Linked DNA regions of Pan troglodytes: all the other regions are linked to region 3. Evidence: chromatin contacts called from public Hi-C and capture Hi-C data. All regions are on one chromosome and are shown on one strand. Each heading gives the region's core, a stretch centred on a gene start, on an enhancer-like site or on the middle of the called end of the contact. The rest is flanking DNA. Distances are from core to core; before and after follow the strand shown.

The links. Hi-C and Micro-C count contacts between places; a contact is called where the count stands out from the background. Capture Hi-C pulls out chosen DNA fragments and counts their contacts.
Region 1: a contact with region 3 is called in a capture Hi-C map of stem cell-derived neural stem cells, with 4 times the contacts expected there. The contact joins two enhancer-like sites. A contact is called at or near these places in 3 of 7 Hi-C or Micro-C datasets (blood, induced pluripotent stem cells and stem cell-derived neural progenitor cells) and 1 of 1 other capture datasets (stem cell-derived neural stem cells).
Region 2: a contact with region 3 is called in a Hi-C map of stem cell-derived neural progenitor cells, with 3 times the contacts expected there. The contact joins the promoter of SOST here to the enhancer-like site in region 3. A contact is called at or near these places in 2 of 7 Hi-C or Micro-C datasets (induced pluripotent stem cells and stem cell-derived neural progenitor cells).

Annotation. Positions count from the first base shown.
Region 1 is chr19:24,226,532-24,230,782 of NHGRI_mPanTro3-v2.0_pri, forward strand. No RefSeq gene overlaps it. Among named protein-coding and RNA genes, the nearest start is that of MEOX1, 9.4 kb to the right of the region's middle. Within about 2 kb of position 2,955, at least 3 of the 24 cell types and tissues checked have an H3K27ac peak or open chromatin away from gene starts, as enhancers often do. A contact at or near this core is called in stem cell-derived neural stem cells, where this site is marked.
Region 2 is chr19:24,137,978-24,142,173 of NHGRI_mPanTro3-v2.0_pri, forward strand. It overlaps SOST (sclerostin), which reads left to right and starts at 2,692. Exons shown (of 2, transcript XM_001153653.7): 1 at 2,692-2,983. The coding sequence starts at 2,764.
Region 3 is chr19:24,369,057-24,373,060 of NHGRI_mPanTro3-v2.0_pri, forward strand. It overlaps DHX8 (DEAH-box helicase 8), which reads right to left. Exons shown (of 23, transcript XM_016931728.3): 23 at 1,147-1,441. The coding sequence ends at 1,339. It overlaps ETV4 (ETS variant transcription factor 4), which reads left to right. Exons shown (of 13, transcript XM_511536.7): 13 at 1-98. Among named protein-coding and RNA genes, the nearest start is that of ETV4, 21 kb to the left of the region's middle. Within about 2 kb of position 1,750, at least 3 of the 24 cell types and tissues checked have an H3K27ac peak or open chromatin away from gene starts, as enhancers often do. A contact at or near this core is called in stem cell-derived neural progenitor cells and stem cell-derived neural stem cells, where this site is marked.

The DNA.
Region 1 (4,251 bases), core at 1,705-4,204, 140 kb before region 3:
ACATCAGTTCAATGTGTGTGTGTGTGTGTAACAAAGACCACAGTGTGTAGACATTGGGTTTCAGAGATCACCTCTGTGTCCAGCTGTCTGTGAGTCTGGACTGATGAGACTCTACCCCACTGGTGAATGTGGACCTGCATATGTGTATGGCAGCGGGAGTGGAAACATTGTCCTGATGTGTCTCCTAGCGTGTCTAGCTGTGTGTGTGTTGTTAGGAATGCTGGATGTGGATTGAGCTTTTGTGGCTGTGCTAGTGTGTGTGTGTGTGTGTGTGTGTGTGCACGCGCGCCTGCCCCTGCTTTGGCATTTCTGCCCAGATCCAGGGGCTCTGCCATATGGGTGAGCAGGTACACACACGTGCTTAGTAGTATCTCTAAGGGTGTCAAGGACATACGTGTGTGCTGGTGCTCTGAGCCTGCCTGTATTCAATTTTGTGTGATGTGTGGCCCACATGCACCTGCTGTATATAGGGACTCTCAGGCTCCAGGGAGGAGACATACATGTGTATGTGTGTGTTTGTGGGTGTGCACCCCTGGTGTCCTGCCTCTCCTGGGGCTCAGTCAAGGCCTTCTGCTCTCTGTTGCTGGGATGTTTTACTTCCCCATGACACAGAGCCCTTCTAGGCTGCTGCTCTCCTCTGTGAGCCTTGCACCTGCCTTTCTCCTTCGCCAAGCATGCCTTAGGGGAGATGGTTTATTTCTTCAATTAAAAGAAGAAAGACCCTGGGAGGCTGCACACTTAAAATTACCACATTTTAAAAAGCTCTGACAGTCATGAAACTATAAACCTCACAGCAGTGTCTCTGCTGCCCCCAGGCTACTCCCAGCCCTGAACTAAGGGGTTCACCTCCTCCAGGACTTGGATGGCCCCTCTCCTGAGGCTGGAAGATCACACCTTCTCTGATCAGAGAGACCCCAGTATTGTTTGCATGCGTAATCATGTGTTCATCTTTCCGTTCCTCCAGATCTTTTTCTTCCATAGTGTTATATTCAGGAAAGAGGTTAGGAAGCAGAAAACCCAGGTTCTAGCACCCTCTCCCTGGCTGGGTGACCTTGGATGAGGCTCCTAACCTCTCTGGGCCTCAGATTTTTCCATGGCAGAATGAAGCTGGTGCACATCATGATCTAAAGTTTCTTCCTGCTCTGACACTGACATCTGAGCCCCACAAAACCTTGACAGTGAGTACAGGAGTCTGCATTATCCCCATTTTAATAAAGAAACAGAAGCTCATTAAGGTTAAGTGACCTCCCCCTTCCAGGGACACTGCATTTTCCACAACAGCACCCTGAAATTGACAAAGGTGGAGAGAGCAGCAAGAAACAGACAGGCACACGCTCACACTCCCCCCTGCGTGATCCTCTCTGAAAACACCCCGACAGCCAGGAGGGGATTGATGAGAATTTGCGTCACAGCCCTACACAGTAATTATTGGTGTTCATAATGATGCCCTAAGGCATTACATTCCCCTGAAATGCCTTCAGAATCATCAAAGAAAGATTAAGCCATGCCTACTATAATTGCTCTTTGAAATACCTTCTATTTTATTCTCCTGCTTGGAAAATTGATAACCTATGGATTTTCAATTAACTTTAAGTTACAAAGAATATTCAGTTTACCCAAGTATCTCATCCATTTATGGTTCCCTTTTAGGAGGAGTTGATTATCCATCTCAAGCTGTATTCCCCAAGGAGCCTGACGTTTTTACGAGATGACTGAGTTTGGGGGTGGAAAAACCCTTGATCTGTAATTGGAGGCCCTGGCTGCAGCCCTTTCTAGGACTGTGACTTTGGCAGGTCACCAGCCTCTCCAAACCTCAGTGTTCTCACCATTAAAAAAAATGGATTAATGCCAGTTCTGCTCCCTCGGGGTCATTGCCAGAATCAAGTAGATGATGGATGTGTTTGTAAATGTCATGTCTATGCAAATGAGAGACGCTCAGGAAGCACTTGAGAACTGCATGGTGAGACCTCTGGCGTAGCCAAGCCAGCCAAACTGCTAGGCTGGGCAAAGAACACATAACAGGCATCCTGGCCTCATGGCATTCCCAGTAACAACTGATGCAGCCATGGCTAAGTCCCTAGGCCTCTCTGGGCCTCAGCTTCCTGATCTGTAAAATGGGGAGCAGAGAGAGTTGGACAAGATCAGAGACTGCAGATTGGTATTACAAGAACCAGTCATGCCATGTTCTGGGCTGCTTTTAATTGAATGGCAGTGTTTTGAATTCATTGCCAACATTTAAAAGTTGACAGGTTGCCTATAAAAAATCTGGAAATATGGCTTTTTTTTGACAAATGGAAAGATATGGTTGGTTACACTGGGCCCATGTTCATGCAAGGGAAAATTGGCCAGTGCCAAGTAGCTGTTGGCCCCCTCTTTCTCCCATCAAAGGCACCCAGGTGTCTCCCTCCCAGCTGGCTTGGGGAACCTGTGTTTACTTGCCTGGCTCCATGGATTCTGACCCCTAAACTGACTGATCTCTAAAGCTTTAGACCTTGAACCATCATCACACCTCCCCCAGGGACGCTGGCCTTCGTCGGGAGGGGAAGGGTGAGGTGGGCAGTGATCTGGGAACTTCCGCAGGGCCACCTTCTCCACCTGGCCTGGGATGGGGAGAGGCACATTCCTTCAGCAGCTCCCAGGCCAGTGGACAGAGGGCTCTGAAGAGACTCCCCCCACCCCAGCCCTCACAGCCAGAGCTAGTAACTCACAGCTGCGGTTACCCACACGCTGATTTCTGTTTTAAAAAATACTGCTGGGTAAACAGCGAGGGAAACCTGAGCTGTTCCCACACCACATAAATCCCCGGTTTGCTGTCCTATCTGGTTAGCTGGTTTCCCCAAATAATGGCACTGCTGCCTCGAAAGCAAGGGGCTGGAAAAGGGAGGCCCCGAGAAGTGGGCGGCTGGGAGTCTCCCAGGCTGGCTCCAGGCCCAGGCCTGGTGGCCTCCCTCCTTCTCTCTTTCAGCACTTCCTGCCCAGGGGCACTCACCTTTGTCCTCACTCCTTCCACCTGGGCCGCCCTTCCTCCACCCCTCTGCTTTGTCTCTCTCAAAAGACCTCCACAGAAGGCTTTCCTGGGGGACCCTGGGCCCCTCCGGCAGCCAGAAAGCCCATAGCCAAAGGCAGACCTACCCCAACACCGCATTTCCCTCTGGAAGGCTCCCTTTAAAGTTTCCTTCCAGAGCCTTCTGTCAAAGTGCAACGTCCTGACTCAAAAGGTAAGGCCAGAGCCTTCTGCGTCCTGAAAATGAGTTTAGCCTTGGATTAGGATTGCCAGATTTAGGGGGAAAAGAAGACACTCAGTTAAATTGGAGTTTCAGATAAACAAACAACAATTTTTTAGTCTATGTCCCAAATATTTCCTGGAACAGACTTACCTCAGCACCCTGCATTTTATCTGGCAGCCCTACCTTAGCTCTTTTCCTTGAGAACAGGTTCTGATGGGGAAGAAGAAGAAGATAAACGAGTTATTAGGGCCACCAAGGTGCCTATAGGCTGAATCTCCCAGCCTCCCCAGCAGTTCCTCACTGCCAAGTACATAGTTGCGGGCAATTGGTCTGTAGAGTAATTGTTGAACAGGACCCTCCTTAAAACAGGGCAGGGAGGGTTGGGCACAATGGCTCATGCCTGTAATCCCAGGACTTTGGGAGGCCAAGGCGGGTGGATGATTTGAGGTCAGGAGTTTGAGATCAGCCTGGCCAACATGACAAAACCCTGTCTCTACTAAAAATACAAAAATCAGCCAGGCGTGGTGACATGCACCTGTAGTCCCAGCTACTTGGGAGGCTGAGGCAGGAGAATCAATTGAACCTGGGAGGTGGAGATTGCAGTGAGCTGAGATCACACCACTGCACTCCAGCCTGAGGGACTGAGAGTCTGTCTTAAAAAAAAAAAAAAAAAAAAAAAAAAAGTAGAGAGGCGGGGCACTGTGTCTCACTCCTGTAAATCCCAGCACTTTGGGAAGCCAAGGTGGGAGGATCACTCAAGGAAGGAGTTTAAGACCAGCCTGGGCAACATAGCAAGACCCCATATCTATTTTTTTTTTTTTTTTGAGACGGAGTCTCGCTCTGTCTCCCAGGCTGGAGTGCAGTGGCACGATCTCGGCTTGCTGCAAGCTCTGCCTCCCGGGTTCAAGTGATTCTCCTGCCTCAGCCTCCTGAATGGTTGGGACTACAACCATGCGCCACCACGCCCAGCTAATTTTTATATTTTTAGTAGAGATGGAGTTTCACCACGCTGACCAGGCTGGTC
Region 2 (4,196 bases), core at 1,442-3,941, 230 kb before region 3:
CACAAGTATGGCTCACTGCAGCCTCGACCTCAACCTCAAGTGAACCTCCCACCTCAGCCTCCCAAGTAGCTAAGACCACAGGCGTGCGACCCCATGCCCAGCTAATTTTTAAATTTTTTGTAGAGACTAGGCCTCACCATGTTGCCCAGGCTTTTATTTCTTATATTTAAATTTATAATTATATCCACATTTTAAAATTTTAATTTAAAAAATTACTCCGAGGCCGGGCATTGTGGCTCATGCCTCTAATCCCAGCACCTTGGGAGGCCGAGTTGGGCAGATCACCTGAGGTCAGAAGTTCGAGACCAGCCTGAGTAACATGGAGAAACCCCCGTCTCTACTAAAAATACAAAATTAGCCGGGCGTGGTGGTGCATTCCTGTAATCCCAGCTACTCGGGAGGCTGAGGCAGGAGAATTGCTTGAACCCAGGAGGTGGAGGTTGCAGTGAGCCAAGATTGTGCCACTGCACTGCAGCCTGGGCCACAGAGAGAATCTGCCAAAAAAAAGAAAAAAAAAAAATTTCAGCCGTACAAGGATGTTCATAGCAACCCTGCTGAAAATAGGAAAAAAAATTGGAAATAACCTAAACTACTCACAATAGGAATCAGCTAAAACCCTGGGGGTTTAATTCCAGGGAATACTGTGAACAATGACAAGTTTGTGGGCTGAGTAAAAATAAAGAGCTGTCAATGACTTAACATTAAATGAAACGGCAGAAGATGTCACAGCAGGTTCTCGCTGAGCCATTCAGAGGGGTGTGGATCATTTGGAGGTTCAAGTCCACTGGATTCTTCTTTTTCCTTTTAATATTACTTCACTTCCAAATAAGGAAAGGAAAGGAAAGGAAAGGAAAGCACGTCCAGTCCTGAGACTTGCCATCCTGCAGTCACCCCTCCTTTTGTCTCCAGCAGGTGGCAGACGCGTTCCAGGGATGAATCCCACTGCCTCTGTTTAATGCAGACGGTCCAGCCGCTCCCAACAGCAGGTGGGGCTATAAGCATCCATCCTACCTGCTCAAGGAACCCAGGCATCAGAACTGCTCTCTCCCAAGTCCATTGCAAGAAGGCAGTCATCTGGTCATGAGAGGGTTAACAGTCCACATTCCAGAGCAAGGGAAAAGGAGGCTGGAGGGTCATAGACAAGGGGAGGAGGCGCGGAGGGCCAGCTTCTCACAACACTACCGGCTCTGCTGGGAGAGATAGATCACCCCCAACAATGGCCACAGCTGTTTTCATCTGCCCTGAAGGAAACTGACTTAGGAAGCAGGTATCAGAGAGGGCCCTTCCTGAGGGGGCTTCTGTCTGGCTTGTAAAACTGTCAGAGCAGCTGCATTCATGTGTCGGATGATGGATGATGGAAAGGAGGACAGTCGGCTGCAGATGGACACAGCGACTTGCAAGTTGAGGCAGGTGGCAAAGGACTTGCAGAGGCTCTGCAGGTGGGGCATACTGATTCATTGCCCAGTTAAAATACCAGAGGATCTGGGCAGCCTCTTCACAGGAGCTGCTTGTCCTCAAACAATCTGTCTTCAATGAAAGACTCCTCTGGCCTTCCTTTCTCTTCTTGCACCTCAGGTGTGAACCCTTCTCCCCCACGCCTCTACCTGCCCCCCCGCCCCCCGCCCCGGCCCTGTGTGGCTCATTATATGCAGGGCCAAGGCAACATTTTCTCTTAGCTTCTTTGTGACCAGTTGGTCCTGGGATGGCTTCATGGAACACATCCTGTGGTGTGCACCAATGAAGCTTTCCATACAGGACTCAAAACTGTTTTTGAAAAATGTAACCAGCTGGAAGACAAGAAAATAAAATGTCAGCACTAAAAACGCTGGCTGTGGCTTTTGCTAAGGAAAGGAATTTGGTGTTGTCTTCTCACACACACAGACTGGTTGGGGAAGTGACTGTCTTCAGCACATCACCCTGCGAGCCACAGTGAGTGCCCTGGCTCAGAAGTGCCTGTCACAGTGCACAGGATCCCTGAGGAGCATGAGCTGGGATTTCCTCTGTGCTGTCTATCACAGGAGCCTGAGTGACCAGCGCATCCTCGATTTGTAACCAGAATCCTGCCCCCTCTCCCAAGTGGGCACCCTTGCTCTGACCCTCTAGTTCTCTCTCTTGCCTTCCAGAGAATACCAAGAGAGGCTTTCTTGGTTAGGACAATGAATGCTGAGACTTGTGGAGTTGGGACCAATGGGATTTCTTTAAAAGCATCTTTTTGCCTCTGGCTGGGTCTATGGGGGTCAAACAGAAACGCCTTGGGCCATTTGTTGGTGGGGTGACAAATGAACTTGGCCTGAGAAATGGAATAGGCCGGGCTCAGCCCCGCGAAGCACTCGGAACTGCACATTTTCTTTGTTGAGCGGGTCCACAGTTTGTTTTGAGAATGCCCGAGGGCCCAGGGAGACAGACAATTAAAAGCCGGAGCTCATTTTGATATCTGAAAACCACAGCCGCCAGCACGTGGGAGGTGCCGGAGAGCAGGCTTGGGCCCTGCCTCACACGCTCCCTCTCTCTGGGTCACCTGGGAGTGCCAGCAGCAATTTGGAAGTTTGCTGAGCTAGAGGAGAAGTCTTTGGGGAGGGTTTGCTCTGAGCACACCCCTTTCCCTCCCCCCGGGGCTGAGGGAAACATGGGACCAGCCCTGCCCCAGCCTGTCCTCATTGGCTGGCATGAAGCAGAGAGGGGCTTTAAAAAGGCGACCGTGTCTCGGCTGGAGACCAGAGCCTGTGCTACTGGAAGGTGGCGTGCCCTCCTCTGGCTGGCACCATGCAGCTCCCACTGGCCCTGTGTCTCGTCTGCCTGCTGGTACACACAGCCTTCCGTGTAGTGGAGGGCCAGGGGTGGCAGGCGTTCAAGAATGATGCCACGGAAATCATCCCCGAGCTCGGAGAGTACCCCGAGCCTCCACCGGAGCTGGAGAACAACAAGACCATGAACCGGGCGGAGAACGGAGGGCGGCCTCCCCACCACCCCTTTGAGACCAAAGGTATGGGGTGGAGGAGAGAATTCTTAGTAAAAGATCCTGGGGAGGTTTTAGAAACTTCTCTTTGGGAGGCTTGGAAGACTGGGGTAGACCCAGTGAAGATTGCTGGCCTCTGCCAGCACTGGTCGAGGAACAGTCTTGCCTGGAGGTGGGGGAAGGATGGCTCGCTGGTGCAGCCTTCAAATTCAGGTGCAGAGGCATGAGGCAACAGACGTTGGTGAGAGCCCAGGGCAGGGAGGAGGCTGGGGTGGTGAGGGTATGGCATCAGGGCATCAGAACAGGCTCAGGGGCTCAGAAAAGAAAAGGTTTTAAAGAATCTCCTCCTGGGAATATAGGAGCCACGTCCAGCTGCTGGTACCACTGGGAAGGGAACAAGGTAAGGGAGCCTCCCATCCACAGAACAGCACCTGTGGGGCACCAGACACTCTATGCTGGTGGTGGCTGTCCCCACCACACAGACCCACATCATGGAATCCCCAGGAGGTGAACCCCCAGCTCGAAGGGGAAGAAACAGGCTCCAGGCACTCAGTAACTTGGTAGTGAGAAGAGCTGAGGTGTGAACCTGGTTTGATCCAACTGCAAGATAGCCCTGGTGTGTGGGGGGGTGTGGGGGACAGATCTCCACAAAGCAGTGGGAGAGGAAGGCCAGAGAGGCACCCCTGCAGTGTGCATTGCCCACGGCCTGCCCAGGGAGCTGTCACTTGAAGGAATGGGAGTTTTCGGCACAGTTTTAGCCCCTGACATGGGTGCAGCTGAGTCCAGGCCCTGGAGGGGAGAGCAGCATCCTCTGTGCAGGAGTAGGGACATCTGTCCTCAGCAGCCACCCCAGTCCCAACCTTGCCTCATTCCAGGGGAGGGAGAAGGAAGAGGAACCCTGGGTTCCTGGTCAGGCCTGCACAGAGAAGCCCAGGTGACAGTGTGCATCTGGCTCTACAATTGGCAGGAATCATGAGGCCATGGGGGCGTCTGGAATGACACTTCAGACTAAGAGCTTCCCTGTCCTCTGACCATTATCCAGGTGGCAGAGAAGTCCACTGCCCAGGCTCCTGGACCCCAACCCTCCCTGCCTCACAACCTGTTGGGGCTATGGGGTGCTAAAAAGGGCAACTCCATGGGAGGCCAGCCAGGACCCTCTGTCTTCAAAATGGAGGACAAGGGCGCCTCCTCCCACAGCTCCCCTTCTAGGCAAGGTCAGCTGGGCTCCAGTGACTGCCCG
Region 3 (4,004 bases), core at 500-2,999:
GCCTTTCTTCTGCCCTTTCCTAGGCCCAGGCCTGGGTTTGTACTTCCAACTCCACCACATCTGCCAGACCTTAATAAAGGCCCCCACTTCTCCCATTAGTTCTCCTGTGTCCTCTTTGCTGCCATGTGGGAACAGACCTGGGGGTAGAAAGAGCTCTGGTCTTGAAGCAGAGCTGACTGGTTTGGGGCCAGGCCCTGGCGCTTAAATCCTCATGTAGATTTGAAAAAAGGCAGTTCACCTGACTGTTTCTCTTCTGAAAAATGGGCTTAATGATACCTGCCCTTCCTCCTCCCCAGCATTACTGTGTGAGGATCCAGAAATAATGGACAGGGGGTACTTGATAACCTGGACAGGCGCCCCTTGTGCACTCTGGGCCTGCTTCCAGCAGCAGTCTCCCTGCCCCTGTGGGCGGGTCAGGTGGGCTACTGAGTGGCAAGGGTCTCCCTCCTGGGACTTCCTCAGGCAGGGTTTTGGTCTTTGGTTTCTGTGATCCCAGTTGTTCCCATGACCCTGCTGCCCCACATAGACCCCAATTGCATGTCCTCCCTCCTACCTCAGCTCTAGGTTGCTACTTTTGCTGGGGTTGGGGACAAGTGTCTGGAGAATGGGGCAAAGGAGAAAGGCTCCCAGGCCAGATGGTACAGAGAGAGGCTAGAGCAGGCCCTGGATTCTGGCCAGTGGAGATTAGATCTTCTGGGGAGTGGGAAACACCTAGATTCTCCTTGCCCAAATTTGGGAGAGATCAGAGTCCTGAGGCTGAGTTTTTTGGGGGTAGGTAGAAATGGCAAAGCGGACAACATGGTGACACCTATGGAGGATGTATGACTGAGATGTGACAACAGGTGGGAGGGGCAGAATGGGTGGTTCTAGAGCCAGCTGCTATGTAAACCGCTGCCCAGGAGACATGCTCAGGTAAAAACCGGTGCTCTCCTGTTAAATAGAAACTGCAGCTGTGCTGAGGTTGGGCCAGCCCAACTCTGTTCATGTCTCAGGTTGGCCCAGCACCAACCTGAGACCATCCCTTGCAGGAAGGGATGCCCCTCGACCACTACCTACAAATAAAAGGCAACATTACTTCTTCCTAGAAACACAAAATATCAATGTACTGACACAATTTAGTGCAAGAAACAAAATTTTAAAAACAGGTTTTAAAAATATATAATTTAATTCCACATTAAAGCCAAGCTATCGTGGTGGGAAGAAGGTGTAAAAATCGGTGGAAACCCTGAAGGCCAAGTACACACACAAAGAGAGAGGGATTTAGCTGAGAAGCAGCATCCAGGGAAAGAAAGGTCTCCACAAGCTGAGATGATTGCCCTCTGCCCTCTGAACTGTTCGTTAACAAGTCACTAGTCCCAGTTCTTTGTTCAAATCCTCAAACTTGGAGAGGCACTGCTCCAATGAGACAGCTACAGCAACCACGGGGAGGAAGTGCTTTGGGCTGCAGGAGAGACAGTCAAAGCCAAATCACGTCCAGGCGGGATGAAGTAAACCTGGACCGAGGAGCCTGACCCAGCTGCGGAGCTCACACATGCCCCATAGGGACGGTCCCGCCATATACACAAACAGCACACTCAGCATGTGTGCAGAGGCAGGCAACTCCTGAGCTTGGTTCTCGCGGGGTGGGGGTGAAAAATATACTTTAATGGCCAAGAAGATCCCAGCTCTCTGCATGAGACCCACATCCTCTCCTGGGCTGTCACTCAATCTTGGGAAATACTGGTTCAAGGAAGAGAAACAAGGGCTCCATTGTGTGAGAGCAGCAGGCAAGCTCCCCCTCTGCATCTGGACAGGACCCCCCCACCTTCTCCCTCAGAGCAGGCTCAGCTCAGCTGCTGACATTGCTTTCCTGATGGTCAAAAGGTCAGAACCCAGCTATGTTGTCATAGCAGAGAAGTGACCTCAGCTCTAGGGTAGAGAGATGGTCAAGGAACACCCACAGAATGGGGATCCTTCTTTTTCCTCCACCTGAGCCAGAAAAGATAACCAACCCTGCTGTCTCTTATCCTTAGCCCATTCAACATCCCTTTTCAACCTCAGCTTGAAACCCAACCCTCCCTCCCCAGGTGTCAACATTGTCAGTGCTGGGCACTCAGTCAGGACAGGCTGGGCCACTATATCCAGGAGTGTTTCTGAATGGGGAAAATTTAGGCTGGAATTAGGACTGGGAGCCAGGTGTGGTGGCATGCACCTGTAGTCCCAGCTACTCAGGAGGCTGAGGCAGGAAGATCACTTGAGCTCAGGAGTTTGATGCCAGCCTAGGCAAGATGGCAAGACCCTGTCTTAACAAAAACAAAAACAAAACAAAACGAGATTGGGGAGGTGGGTGCCCAGTCCCCGTTTCCCCTTTGGTTTCATTTGAGGTCCCTGTACTGTCTCTCCCCAGAAGGCCTTCAAGGTTAACACACAACAATGCCCTGCCCCTGGATTACTGGCCTGGGCTTACGAAGGCGCATACTCAGACAGAATCAGGAGGCACTCACTCAGCTTAATGAAGGGGCAGGGATCTGCAGCCAGCAGATTGCCTGGCCTATATTCCTCTCCCTCGGACTCTTTCTGAATTGTCTTTAGGGTGTGGTTTGCTGCCCAGTGACAACATACATTCCTTTATATCCTGGAATGTTACATAGTCTCTCTTAGTGTCTGGCATACAGTTCTACAGTAGTTCTAGCATTTACATCACTTCAGAACTTACTAATAACATAAGGACAGGAGAAGCAGCAACGTAACAGGATGTGCCCAATCTCTCAGAAGCTTCTCTACAAGCACTACATCCAGACCAGCTTTCCGTAAGTTCCGCAACCTGGCCTGGCAAGACCTGCCTGATGTTCCGCCAGGTAAGGAGCCTCCTCAGTGCAGAGGACAGTGGCTCTCGACTGTAATCCCACCGCTTTGGGAGGCAGAGGCAGGAGGATTGCTTGACGCCAGGGATTGGAGAGCAGCCTGGGCGGCATAGTGGGAACCCATCTCTATGGGAAGAAAAAAAAAAAAACCCTCCTCAGGAGCTGTGAGGAGGGCACAAGGAGGTGGCCATTCTCCAAGCAAGTGCTAGGAAAAAACCACTAAGAACAAGCCCTGCAGCACAGATACTGGCAGCACAAACCAGCTGAGAGGAGAGGTGTTATGTTTGTTTTCTGTTTGGAGTGGGGAAAGGGAGGTTTTGACCATAAAATCCCTTCGTTAAAGTCCATCCAGGACCTCAGGGGAAAAAAATAAAAACAAAATAAAATAAAAGCTGTGTTGTTACTTAGTATGTTTCAAAAGGAAATGGGACATGCTGCACATTGCGAACGTGGGAGGTGGAGGGAGCAAGGGGAAACCTTCTGTATTTAATATGTGCCATCTGTAGCCACTCAGGCCTCCAGACTGAAGTGCTCTGTGGAGAGGACATGGTTGATCATCGGGCGATCCCCCAGCACGGCCCGGCTAGTGCTGATGCTGAAAGACAAGGCTGGAAGTCTGGGCTGTACGTCGTTTCCGAGCGCAAAGAGGCCCTGCGCTCTGGTTTCAGGGGATTCAGGGGATTCTCATCATGTGTGCCAGAGCACAGATACTAAATCTCCCTCACCCTGAGCCCAGGCCAATATCCTAACCTTTCGGCTAAAAGAAAACAGTCACAGAAAACCATTTTTGTTTCCTTAAGAAAATAAATATTTCCACGAGGTCAAGCCAAAGTACAGGGGCTGGAGACGGGGTAGGAAGTGGGGCAAACACTTTAGATGAGCACAGTAGCTCCTGCTAGCTGGGGCATCAGGGCCCTCACCATGTCCCTGCACAAGATGCTCGCCCACTCCACCTTCCCATCCTGGGGCTGCACAAATTGTCCCTTTCTTGAAGTTGATGCAATGTGTCTCTGTGTTAGATATGAGCTCCCAACTGGGCCCAAGGATTGGGGTGATGGAGGCTGCAGGCTCTTGCCAAAGCCAGGTTTAAATCCCTGTTTCTATTTTACCAGCAGGGAAGAAATGAGAGTCGAGTTGAGAAAATGCTCAGTTAAGACAGTC